Regions from separate parts of the Sus scrofa genome. Here region 1 is linked to region 2. The links are chromatin contacts, called in public promoter capture Hi-C maps. All regions are on one chromosome and are shown on one strand. Each heading gives the region's core, a stretch centred on a gene start, on an enhancer-like site or on the middle of the called end of the contact. The rest is flanking DNA. Distances are from core to core; before and after follow the strand shown. Region 1 holds the start of MED16 (mediator of RNA polymerase II transcription subunit 16). Region 2 holds the start of WDR18 (WD repeat-containing protein 18).

Region 1 (5,744 bases), core at 2,350-4,849, 67 kb after region 2:
CCGTGTGATGTCTGGCAGGTCCACTCCCTCCTTGGGCCTGTGTTCTCCTTTTACAATAGGGGAGGTCTTGGGATACAGCCTCCTGACCCCCCACCCCCGGCAGGGTTCTCTCAGGCCCTCTGTGTCCCACGGGGTCCTCACTCCCCAAGTCCATCTCTCTGCCTGGAGTTGCTGAGGATATGGTTTCCATGGCAACCCCAGGATGGTTTCTCTCCCCCTCTCCCCCCCTTTCCTTTCCTCTCCCCCCCCATGGGGGAGGGAGCTGCAGCCCCTATGCCTGCTTTGGTTCCTACAGACTTGGGGTGGAGGGGCTGGGCTGGGGATGTTTTCTGCCTGAACTCAGGAGGGGGGCCCTGGCCAAATGGGGAGCAGGGGAGAGGGAAAAGCCCAGGCAGATGCCCCAAGGTGGGCCCAGCTTGGGTTGTGCATGGCTCTGGTTCAGATTTGGGCATGATGAGGGCTGGGGAGAGAAGTTGGTGGGGTGGCCTTGGAGCTTCCCAGTCCCCTCTGAGGACAGGGAGGTAGCAGGGAGACTGGGGGGTGGGGGAGTGGGGCCCCAGTTCATTCCCCTTGGTCTCCCCTATGTCTGTAGGACACGGGATAAGTAACAGGAGAGGAGGGCAAGGCGTGCAGACAAGCTGGGTTGGTGCCACACCTGGGACCTGGGGGTCAGGACAACCAGACCCAAGGCCCGGCTCATGGGCATCTCTGGCAGGGAGGGCAGAGGGCCCGGCTGTGCCATGACCCTCGCCTTCTTCCCTTCTTGGCTGTCCCCTCTGCAGGTGCCGACCTGGAGGGTAAGCGGCAGATGAAGGTCAGCAATCGGCACCTGGACTTCCTGCCCCCGGGGCTGCTCTTGTCCGCATACCTGGAACAGCGCAGCTGATGGTGGCCCCGCGGTGCTCCCGCAGCCCCGTCTCCCTGGCGCCAAGACCTCCCATACCACCTGCTGAAATACCTTTATTATTTTTAGAATTTTCCCTTGGAAACATGCTCCTCCCCTTGGGGTCACCCCGTTCCAGCCCATCTTCCCAGATGTGTTGGTGGCTGGGCCTCCCCAAACTCCCCGGCTGGGCCACTTCCATTTCCCTTCCTCAGTCAGCATTTTTGGCCCCTTCTGAGCTTACGCGAGGAGGGAGAGGCTGGATTTTTATCATTTTTAATGAATTTGGTGTGATTTGTTGTAGATTTTTAAATTTCCCTTTTGAGAAAAAAAACAAAGAACTTGCCCCAAGTGATAACTCGAGGGGCTTCATTCCAGTCCTTGCTTGACCCCCTCCCAATATGTGGCATGGGTGGGGGTCTCTGGGGCCCTGTCCCTCGCCCCAGGGGCATTACGTTTTTTTGTGTGTGCGCGTGTGTGTGCGTGTGCCCTGCGACCCAGGACAGAGGCTGCGTCTTAGAGCTGGTTTCACCCCCTTTTTTGGACTGTGTGCTGTCTTCCTGGGCACGCTGTGGTGGCCCTTGGGGGTCCTGTGTCCCTGAGATACCCCCTACCTTCATACTGGGGGTCTGGGACTTCCAGCCAGAAGCCTCCGCCCTCAGACTGTCTTGTTCCCCTTTCCATGTCCCCTCATGTATACCGCCCCCCAGCCTGGCTCTGGGTGTCCTCATGCGGGTCCCCCTGACCTGGCGTGTGAGTGCAGAGCTGGGAGGCTGCCCCCCCCCCCCCCCCCCGCAGCCTTGTGTGTGTGGCTAGTTGTGCTTTGGAAAAAGTGGAGAGTTCAATAAATTTCTGGTGCTCTGGTCTCCAGTTGCAGGGTTTTCCTTTGGGGCAGGGCTGGGTGCGTGAATGCTCACAGTGCCCTTGGATCCTGGTCATCAAGGGATGCAGGCCTCAGGGTATGAGGCTTGGCACCGACTGACACCTCATGTAGAGGCAGGTGTGTGGGGTGTGGGAGGGAGGGCAGATGTCACTGAGAGGGTCATTTTGGCTCTGTTGTGTGGCTCAATCCCTCCCGGGTGCCTGGGCTCAGACCTCAGCTCCACCACTTCCCAGCTTTGTGACCTCCAAAAAGATCACTCATGTGAGCTTCCTGGGTGGCTGGAACAAAGTACACCACGCTGCAGTTTAAAACCACAGGAATTTAGCCTCTTCCAGTTCTGGAGGCCAAGATCAAGGAGACTTAGGGCTGAGCTCCCTCTGGGGGCACCAGGGGAGGGTATTCCCCATCTCTTCCAGATTCTGGGGGCTCTGACTTCCCTTGGCTCTTGGCCACATCCCTCCAGCCTCTGCCTACATCTTTATGCGGCCTCCTACCAGTGTCTTTAAATTGTGTCACCCTGGGTTATCTGCTTTTATCCTGATTGCCCTTCTCACCTGGCCCCAATCAGGGGTCCCTGCTGTCCACAGGGCTCCTCACTGTTGAACCTCACCCTGATCTCCATTTCCCTGAAGATGGATTATCTGCCTCAATTACTGGGAATCCTGCAGGTGACATTTGTCTCTTTCCCCCTGTGTATTTATTTATTTAACTGTTTATATCAGTACAGACGCCTGGACATTCGCTTTCTTGTTTGGGTTACAACACAATATCCTTTCATTTTGTTGCTCAGATTGTTCCAGGTTTGGATACTGGGAGCTCTTTCAGTGATTCCTGTCTCACTGAGGCGGGGTATTTATTTATTTGAGCACCGGGCTCCTCTGCATATTTGTGCTGCCTTCTAGAACCAGGCATTTCGCCCAGGAGCCCAGTTCCTTTCACTGGGGCAACGTTTAGAAACCAAGAACTGGGTGCTAAGTGTGCTGAGTTCCATTTTAACAGGCATTTTAAAAAGTTTTAAACACAGATGCTAAATAATGGAAATCCAAATGGCTCAGAGGACATCAGGAGATACTGGATTAACCAGCTTGGAGGCTCCCACCTGTGAAGGGGACCGAATTTCTGGTGCCTGGAGGCCAGTCTGGACTTCAGGGCGCGGGTGTGGTGGCTCTAGGGGACTCCACAGGCCTCCTGCACTGACACACAGACTCGGTCCTGCGGCTGCCCCTAGCTGGCTGTTTTCTTCCCACTCCGATTCCCTGAGCCCGGCCCCCATACCTTTGCCCAGGCGCTAACTGCAGCCCAGTACACCTTCCCCGAAATATCAGGAGGTCTTCCTAGAAAAGACTTTCCCAACTGGGGAGAGCCCGACAGAAAAAGAACCAGCTTTTGATAGCGGGAGACGAGTGAATCCAGAGAAGCCCACGACTGGTTAAGCCGTCTTGCTTACGGGGAAAAGAAGCAAGGAAAAGCAAAATATGGAACGCTTCACGAATTTGCGTGTCATCCTTGCGCAGGGGCCATGCTAATCTTCTCTGTATCGTTCCAATTTTAGTATATGTGCTGCCGAAGCGAGCACGACACCGGGGTTAACCCGACCGCTATTTATAGGGCGGAGTATAAAATACTTTACGCTAAGGGTGAATTCCGTTTAGAAGAAAAATACTCAGTAACTTGTCTCTTCTTTTCTGATATCAGTGCAACAATAGCTTAACAGAATGAGGCTACTCACTGAAGTTGAGAAAGTGTTCTTTCACGAAATATAATTCGGGTGGCTGTTGGGAAACTATCAATGTATGTATGCAAATTATATCGGTAGTGGGGCGGGGCCGGAGCCGCTGCTGTCCCAGAAGTCTCCGGGAAACGGCCGCGCTACGTGGGCGACTCGTTGATCCGGGGAAGATGGCGGTGCCGTAGCCGCGCCGATAGGTGGAGTGCAGGCCGTGGCCGTCCGCTCGGCTGGGAGAACAGGCCGTCCCGGTGAGCGGGGACTGGGGACTTGGGCGTTGGGCCGGCCTCAGGACGGTGCCTACGGCCGCGGCGGCGACTAGCGGGCCGGGGGCGGGGCCTGTAGGGTTAGAGGGCGGGCCTGGAGAGCAAGGGGTGCTGGGTACGCGCCCGGGAGCACGTTGGGCGGGGGGGGGGGGTCGCGACGGAAACTTGGGGGAAAGTCTGAGGCGTCTGGGAATCCGGGCACTCCGAGCTGGGGAAAATCGGGGCTGGGCCTGGAACCTGATCAGGGGTTGGGAGGTCTAAGGCTGTATTTTCCTGGGGAGGGGCCTGGGGATTCTGGTGGGCTGGAAGGCGGCCACTGGAGACCAGCACCTGGCTATTGGGTAGTGGTCCCTGGGGTGGAGCCTGAAGTGGCAAAAAGAGGCGGGACTTGGAGGGTTGGGAATTTGGAGGTGGTTATAGGGAGGCGAGTTGTTTGGGAGACCCTGGGGAGAGAACAAATTTAAGCTATCCCTGGGAACACAAGGGGCAAATTGGGACTGGGGTCTGGAAAGCAAATATTGTAGGGGGCGGGGCTGGAGAGCTTTGAGGGCAGAGCTTAAAGACTGCTGAAGGGGCCTCTGGGCAGGGCCTTGGGGTTCCTGGCCAAGGCTTGAGGAAGCGGGAGGCCTGGGGGAAGTGATTGAGAAAGATGGGTTGGTCATACAGTCTCATTGGGTTCTGGTAACGGTGAAAATAACCGTAATCAATGCCCGGCACATAGACAGCAGGTGGAAATGTTCATTGTTTCCGTTGCGGTTGTTACCTTTGAAGTGCTGCACCAAGCTGCTGCCTGCCCCCCATCCTGCCTCCTTGCCTCTGCCAAAGGCTTCTCTAAGGATAGAGCAGTCCCACCTCTCCTCACTGCTTCATGGTCCCCATCATTGTTCACCTGGACTGGCATGGTCACCCCCACCCTGTCCCTAAGCCTTTCTCTCCAGACAGCCAGAGGGGTGTGTGAAACATAAGAAGGTCTCAGCTCCCCTGGGGCTCCCACCTCACTCAGGGTGAAAGCGCAGGCCCTGCATGACCCACCCCACCCTCACTTTACCCCTCCCTTCCTCTCACTCAGTTCCAGCAACATGGGCCCCCTGCCGCTCCTTGATGACCCTGGGCTTGGTCCAGCTTCTGGGCCTTTGCACTGGCTGTTCCCCCTGCCTGGGATATCCTTCCTCCAGGCTGCATTCCTGGATCCCTCACTTCTACGCTGGGAGGCCTCCCTGGCCATCCATGTGTCAGATATAGCTCCCCTGACATACACAGAGCAGGGATTGAGTCTTTGGGTCCCTGCAGTGACCCACCATCCAGCACTGCGCTCTGGGCCCTGAGGCCCTGCATGAACGTCTGTGACAAACTGGTCCTCCCTCCCTCAGAAGCTGGTGACCGCCCTCTGTGTATGACCTTGGCAGCCGGGCACCATGGACCTGGCGTACGTCTGTGAGTGGGAGAAATGGCCCAAGAGCACGCACTGCCCTTCGGTGCCCCTGGCCTGTGCCTGGTCCTGCCGCAACCTCATCGCCTTTACCACGGATCTCCGAAACGACGACCAGGGTGCGCCCCCTCCTGCCCCCCGCATGGGCTCGTGCCCCAGTGCCCATGGACCTCCAGGCCTGTCCAGTCTCTCAGGGTTCCCTCATGTGTGATGAGGGGTGGTGAGGGCCCAGAGGGCACCTGGCACCAGGGGGCACTGGAATCACCCCCAGGGGATGGACCTGTCCAGATGAGGGTGGTCCCCAGCCCCTGCTGAGGCTCCTGCCTGAGTTTTCCAGACCTTATATGTCACTGCTTGGCTTCTGAAAGCCTCTGAGCTGCAGCCTGCCTGCTGGGCCTGTGTTCTCGCTATTGTTGAATGACACATGCTCCTAGAGGAAAGGAGAAAAACACAGACATTTTGGATGAGGGGAAGAAAAAAAGGCATTACCTTCCCCAGAGAGCCACTCTCTGTTAGCATTTTGGGTTTGTTTTTTTCCAGTTCCATTTTCTATGTCT
Region 2 (6,294 bases), core at 1,620-4,119:
GTGAACGGAGAGGCAGGCTGGGCTGTGCCCCCTCCAGTCCTGCCCATACCTGTCCCCTATTCAGATGATGCTAGGGGTGGTGTGACACAGGCCCCTGGAAGGTATGGGTGGGAGTGACAAGGCTGAGGGGGAGGCTGCTGAGGGAGTGGGTCCCTCCAGGATGGGCTACACCCAGGACATGCAGGCAGCTCCCTACAACGACAAATTGGTCACAGTGGCAAGTCACCATCTTTCAAGCTGGCAGGAGGGATGAGGGTGTCTTGTGCTGTGAACCCTGGGGGAGGGGAAGCTCAGTGTCCAGGGGAGGAGGCACCTGGTGGCAGAGACACTGGGGAAGGGCCATGGTGGTGCTGGGGGGAAGATGTCCCAGACACATGTGTTGACATCCCAGCCTCGCTTGAATATTGTCTTGGGGGATGTAAGCAACTCAGGTGAGGTCATGCTGGGGTGAGGTGAACTCTGTCTTTATAAGAAGAAAACCTGGACACAGACACATACCTGCTCACCCTGAAGAGATAAGGGGAAAAGGACCTCTGGTTGGCTATGGGGCGCCCCCTTGTGGTCACCACTCATGCTGCCCAGGAATTCTCTAAGAGAGCGACCCCAACCAAGGATGCAGACCACAGACTGTCCCCCATCAAGGATAGCCAAACCACCGATGACAGTTACTGACAGTAGATGGGCTGCTGGTTTCTGCCCACACGCCGGCACCAGTCGGACAGCAGGCAGGGGAGGCTTTCTACCTGTGAAGAGTGCCCCCTTGCCTCTGTTTCTCTCCCTATGCCTGAAGAACCGCTTCCTAGTTTCAGAGTCACTCCCTAAGGTATAAGAGCTCTGGGGTTAAATAACAAAGCTTCGTATCCTCTTGCAGTCCACAGAGCCTCAGTTCTCTTTGCCTACTTCTGTGGAGCGGGGGTGGGGGGGCAGCAAGAAGGATGTTCTGCAGCTGTGGCTGAAGGTGGGAAAGGCAGATGTGGCTGCAGGCTGTGTCCTGTGGTTTCAGATCCTTCAGGAAGTGAGGTGAGTTTTCCCCCAAACATAACAGACTGTTGGTGACAACCGGTCAGTGGTCTGACCCCATGGTCCACCTGCAGGCTGACCTTCCCCCTACCCTAGTTCTGTACTCTTCTGCTTACCTCCCACAGGTATATGCTCTCTGCGATCCCTGCCAGCACGTACAGGCCATTGGGCGATGTGGTGAGACAGGTCACAGGCCCAGGGCACATGATCTTCTGCTGAAGCTGGTCCTAGAGGCAGAAGAGGCCTCTGAGTGCCATATGGAATGAGGTAGCCAGGGGTGAGGCAAGTGGGGCAGGTGCCCAGGGCAGCTGCTAAGTCCAGGAGGACTAGAAGGAGGAGCAGGGAAAGAGGTAGCTTGAGCTAGTTCACAGTTCAGCAAGGGGGAATCTGCTCCAGGTGAGGCTTTGCAGGGCAGAGGTAGAGGCCTGTGGTTCACTCAGAAGCAGGACAGTGCCTGTGTGGGCTTGGGGCAGGAGGGCCCTGTGAGTGTGGGGATAGGCAAAGCACAGAGGGTCCAGGAGGGCTTTTGCCCCAATCCCGCCTTGAGCCTCAGTTTCCAAATCTCTAAAACAGAACTTCTGTTTGTGCATGGACCACACCAAGCAGAGTCAGAACATAGAGCTTGCCCCTAAGGGATGTCGGCTGGCAAAAAGAGGTGGCAAGCAGCTTCAGGGGCTGCATATGGTTGTTTTTGTGAGAAACCATGGGCCCTGGTGGCAAAAGGTAGCGTCTTTTATGGTGTTGGGGGGTAAATAAACACATGAATCTCCCGGGCTATCTTTCAGCTGGCTTCCCCAGGCCTCGGACCTTCACCTTGAAAGCCCAAGATACCCACGGGACCCCCTGCAAACTCCCTTCAATTAAAATTCCCGCCCAACGCGCCAGCTCCGGCATAGGGCACCTAAGGGACCCACCCCCAGCCCTCTTTGCCCGCCTGCGCGAAGCTGGTGGTCCAGAGGCCCGCCCCCCCAAGCCCGGGAGACACAGACCTCAGCTCCGCGCGTGCGCAGCGCGCTAACCGCGCCAACCCACCCTGGGCGCGCACCTCCCACATCCAAAAAGAGCCCCCACACCTGCGCGTGCGCAGAGCTCCCTAACTGAGACTCCCTACCCCCAACCCGGCTCGTGGTCCGAGCGGACCCCACCGCTCCTTCCCTCGACCCCAGGCTCCTGCGCCGGAGCGCCCGCAACCGCACCTTTCTCTGCAGCTCCCAGGCGCTGATGTAGTTCTTGCCCAGCTGCGCCGCCAGCAGATACTCGCCATTGAGCAGAGCCAGTCCGCGAGGCCCGGCCTGGCCGCCGCGGTACGTGAGCAGGTTGGCGCCCGAGTGCAGCTCCCACACGACGCAGCTCCACAGCTGGGCCGCTGAGTCCGTACACACGGCCACCTCCATGGGCGCCGCCATCTTCCCTCTTCACCGCCCCGGACGGGCGTCATCACTAGCGAGATGCTGGCGACCACGCCGTGCGGGCTAGAGCGGTGCCCACGTTGCCCGGCTCCGGCTGGCCGCCCCGCGCCTGCGCACATGCGTCAGGGAGGGGGCTACCTTGTGAACTAGCCTGTGAACTTGTGAACTCCGCTCCGCGGAGAATTAAGAGGTGCACCGCCTGGTTAGAGATTTTGGAAGATTTCTTAAGAGCAGTTAGGAGCTGCAGAGCCTAGAGGTCTGGCTTGGCCATTTCTGGGTTGGTCAAGTACTCAACTTCTCGAATTTTTTTACGATTATTATGTAAGTACTGAGTACACACAGCCTCAAATGAGACGTTGCACATAAAACACACGACGCACCTTACATAACCCAGAGAGTTAGTCCTCGATGCATGCTAATTAGATGCATATTCATCAATCCACCTTCCGCCTACCCCTGGACCCACCCTTCTTTTTCGTGGGCCACAAAATCTGCATTTTTTTTTTTTTTTTTTTTTTGGCTTTTGGCTGTTGAGGGCCGCACCTCCGGCATATGGAGGGTCCCAGGCTAGGGTTCTAATCGGAGCTGTAGCCGCCGGCTACACCACAGCCACAGCAACGCCAGATCCGAGCCGTGTCTGCGATCTACACCACAGCTCATGGCAAGGCCGGATCATGGCAACGCCGGATCCTTAACCCACAGAGCGAGGCCAGGGATGGAACCCGCAACCTCATGGTTCCCAGTCGAATTCGTTTCCGCATGGGAACTCCTGCATTTTTATTTAAGCAATTTGGTGCAGGTCGAGCAAATTGGGAGCTCTGTCTGAGGAGCACTTACCTCGTGTTATAGCTGCCAGCCGCCGGCCACGTCTAAAACCAGTGCATTTTAAAAGGTGGAATTATTGTTCCCTTGGAATTTCCTGAGATGCTTGCTGTCATATTTTTCCTGAATTCCATTCCACAACGCAAGTTGCAGGTTTTTTATTTATTTTTTGCTTTCTCTGGCTATTATAGGAAAATTAGAAGCGCAACTTATAAGGTTGAGGAAAAATGTTTTTAATTGGAATATATCAGAAATCAATAAAACAGGCGTAATAATATTTGATAAGTTGAGAAAACTGATTGCAGCAGCAATAGCTGATTTAAACTAATGCCTGATTGCGTCATTACTCAGACGCTGGAGCTACCTCAGTTTTAATTTCTGTTTTGTTTTAAAATGAGTAAGTTTCTTTGTAGCAAATGACTGTTGATCTATATCTTAACATTTAAAAAAGGGAGGAGTTCCTGTCGTGGTGCAGCCCCAAACGAATCCGCGGAAAGGAAACCGACTAGGAAGCATGAGTTTGCAGGTTCGATCCCTGGCCTCGCTCAGTGGGTTAAGGATCCGGCATTGCGGTGGTCGCAGACGCGGCTCGGATCTGATGTGGCTGTGGCTGTGGCTGTGGCTGTGGCATAGGCCGGCGGCTACAGCTCCGATTTGTCCCCTAGCCTGGGAACTTCCATATGCGGGTGCGGCCCTGAAAAGACAAAAGACGAAAAATAAAGTCAAGGCTGTCCTGGGCGGCGAACCCACAACATTGGGGAGACTGGGTGTGGGGTGCGTTCAACAGCGTCCAGAGGGGACAGGGGTCCTCGCCCCCCAACCCCGCCGCCCTAACAGGGAGAGGATGGTGGAGAGAGGGAAGAGCTTCCTGGAGGAGAAACGGCGCCCAGAGCCTGGGGGCCCGCAACTCCAGTTCCGGCCGCCAGATGGCAGGCTCCAGCCGCCATTCCGAACCCAGGGGGCACAGCAAGAAGGGAGGGACATCACGGGGGACTTACCTGGTCTGGAGGTCTGGAGGAGGGGCTTCCCAGAGCAGGTGTCCTTCAAGCAGGAAGTAATAACCTGAAGAGAAAGAGGGTCAGAGGTGTATGCAAAGGCCCTGAGGCACACCATGGAGCAGGGAACTGGACAGGGGCATCAGGATTTTGTTTTATCCCACGGGGTGGGGGGAGGCATGTGAAACTGAAAGACTTTTGTAAATTGGGAAGAGCTGAGTGTCCAAACCTTCAGCAGATGTCAAAAGGGAAAACCGAGGCAAGGACCACCTAATCCCAAAGATGGATTGGGGAAAACAGTTCATGTTTTCCACCCCCAGAACCGCTGATGCTCCCTCCCCACTTCCTCAAACATTGTTTTTTGTTTTTAAAGTGTGAATAAGAAAAATGAAATACCTTGAATGCTAGTTTACATTTTTCAGATACTGTTTTCCCTAAACCGTATTTCTTTGTTTTTTGTTTGTTTTGTCTTTTTGCCTTTTCTTGAGCTGCTCCCGCGGCATATGGAGGTTCCCAGGCCAGGGGTCTAATCAGAGCTACAGCCACCGGCCTACGCCAGAGCCACAGCAACACTGGATCCGAGCCACGTCTGCAACCTACACCACAGCCCACGGCAATGCCAGATCATTAACCCACTGAGCAAGGGCAGGGACCGAACCCGCAACCTCATGGTTCCTAGTCGGATTCGTTAACCACTGCGCCACGACGGGAACTCCAAAACCATATTTCTTTGAATCCTGTACCCCAGGAACTCTCTGGAACCCCATTTGAGAATGGGCACACTGCGTTGTTGCCTGCAGTGGACCCAGGTGGCCTTCTAACCACCAACTCAGGGCTTGACCCCCATCTTTTTTTTTTTTTTTGTCTTTTGATGGCTGCACTGAGGCACATGGAGTTTCCCAGGCTAGGGGTTGAATCAGAGCTGTAGCTGCCGGCCTGCACCAGTCACAGCCATGCCAGCTCTGAGGAGCATCTGTGACCTACACCATAGCTCATGGCCACACCAGATCTTTAACTCACTGAGCGAGGCCAGGGATTGAACCTGAGTTCTTGTGGATACTAGTCGGGTTCCTTAACCACGGAGCCATGATGGGAAGTCCGACCCCTGTCCTTCTGAGCACAGGGACCGGTCACTGCTCAGCTCCGGGCCTCAGTTTCCCCACAGCTATGGGATTCAGCCCTGGTTCTGCGGCCACATCTGGGGAAGTAGGGCCTGGAAGTTCCCAAGCACCCAGGTTCCAGGACACCAGGGTGGGCCCTGAAGGTGTGGGCCGCAGAAGAACCAGTTGTGTAAACAGAACTGTGGCCAAGAGAGCGGAGAGGGGCGCTGACGTGGACACTCAGGCAGGGGCAGGCCAGGACTCCACTGAAGGGCAGGGCAGCCAGATTGCAGTTCCAGTCCCCTCCCAGGCCTCTCTTTCCCCTCCTCCCTCTCCCCTCCTCCCTTCCCAGGGGACCCAGCTCACTCAGGCTGCTACATGAGGTCAGAGGTCACCCCACCCCCAGCCTAGTTCCGGAATGAGGACTGACCAGTTGTGTCAGAAGGGCAGGACAAAAGCCACACTATGGGGGCCTCTTGGACCACCCAGTCATCAGACCTCCTTGGTGCCAGCATGACGCCTGGTCCCAGAACCACCAAATCCTAGGCCTGGAGGGTGTGAGGGTGGCAGCAGGAGCAGGATGGGGAAACTGAGGCACAGAGATCTGCACAACCCCTCTGGGTCCCAGCCCTGCAGTCTTCATTCCCTTCACATGTATAGAGCACTCCCAGTTTGCAGGCACTGGGGTGGGAGGCAGTGGTGGGGCCACAAAGAAACCCAGCAGCCCGGTCTTCCTGGGGGGCCCCCCCATTAAGTGCAGTAATGGTAGAAGAGAAGGCAGATGACTCAAGCAGAAAACCCTCTTCTTTCTCGGGGATCTTTTCATCCACACCTTCTGCTCCAGGCTGGCTCCCTAGGCTCTGCCCATCAGACGTGGTTTTGAGTTTCACCTCCTGGGAGGCTCCCTGTGCCTCCTAACAAACACCGAGCAGGAGCGGGAGGCCCAGG

The links. Promoter capture Hi-C pulls out the DNA fragments that hold promoters and counts their contacts.
Region 1: a promoter capture Hi-C map of liver shows a contact between it and region 2, with 9 times the contacts expected there. The contact joins the promoter of MED16 here to the promoter of WDR18 in region 2. A contact is called at or near these places in 3 of 5 promoter capture datasets (fetal liver, fetal skeletal muscle and liver), 3 of 47 Hi-C or Micro-C datasets (embryonic fibroblasts, epiblast stem cells and retroperitoneal adipose tissue) and 2 of 2 datasets of contacts at active chromatin or transcription factors (alveolar macrophages and skeletal muscle).

The regions. Positions count from the first base shown.
Region 1 is chr2:77,487,354-77,493,097 of Sscrofa11.1, forward strand. It overlaps MED16 (mediator of RNA polymerase II transcription subunit 16), which reads left to right and starts at 3,600. Exons shown (of 16, transcript XM_005661362.3): 1 at 3,600-3,743; 2 at 5,129-5,306. The coding sequence starts at 5,174. It overlaps R3HDM4 (R3H domain-containing protein 4), which reads left to right. Exons shown (of 8, transcript XM_003122984.3): 8 at 783-1,753. The coding sequence ends at 886.
Region 2 is chr2:77,420,943-77,427,236 of Sscrofa11.1, forward strand. WDR18 (WD repeat-containing protein 18) reads right to left here and starts at 2,870. Exons shown (of 10, transcript XM_013994806.2): 1 at 2,217-2,870; 2 at 1,137-1,247. The coding sequence starts at 2,426.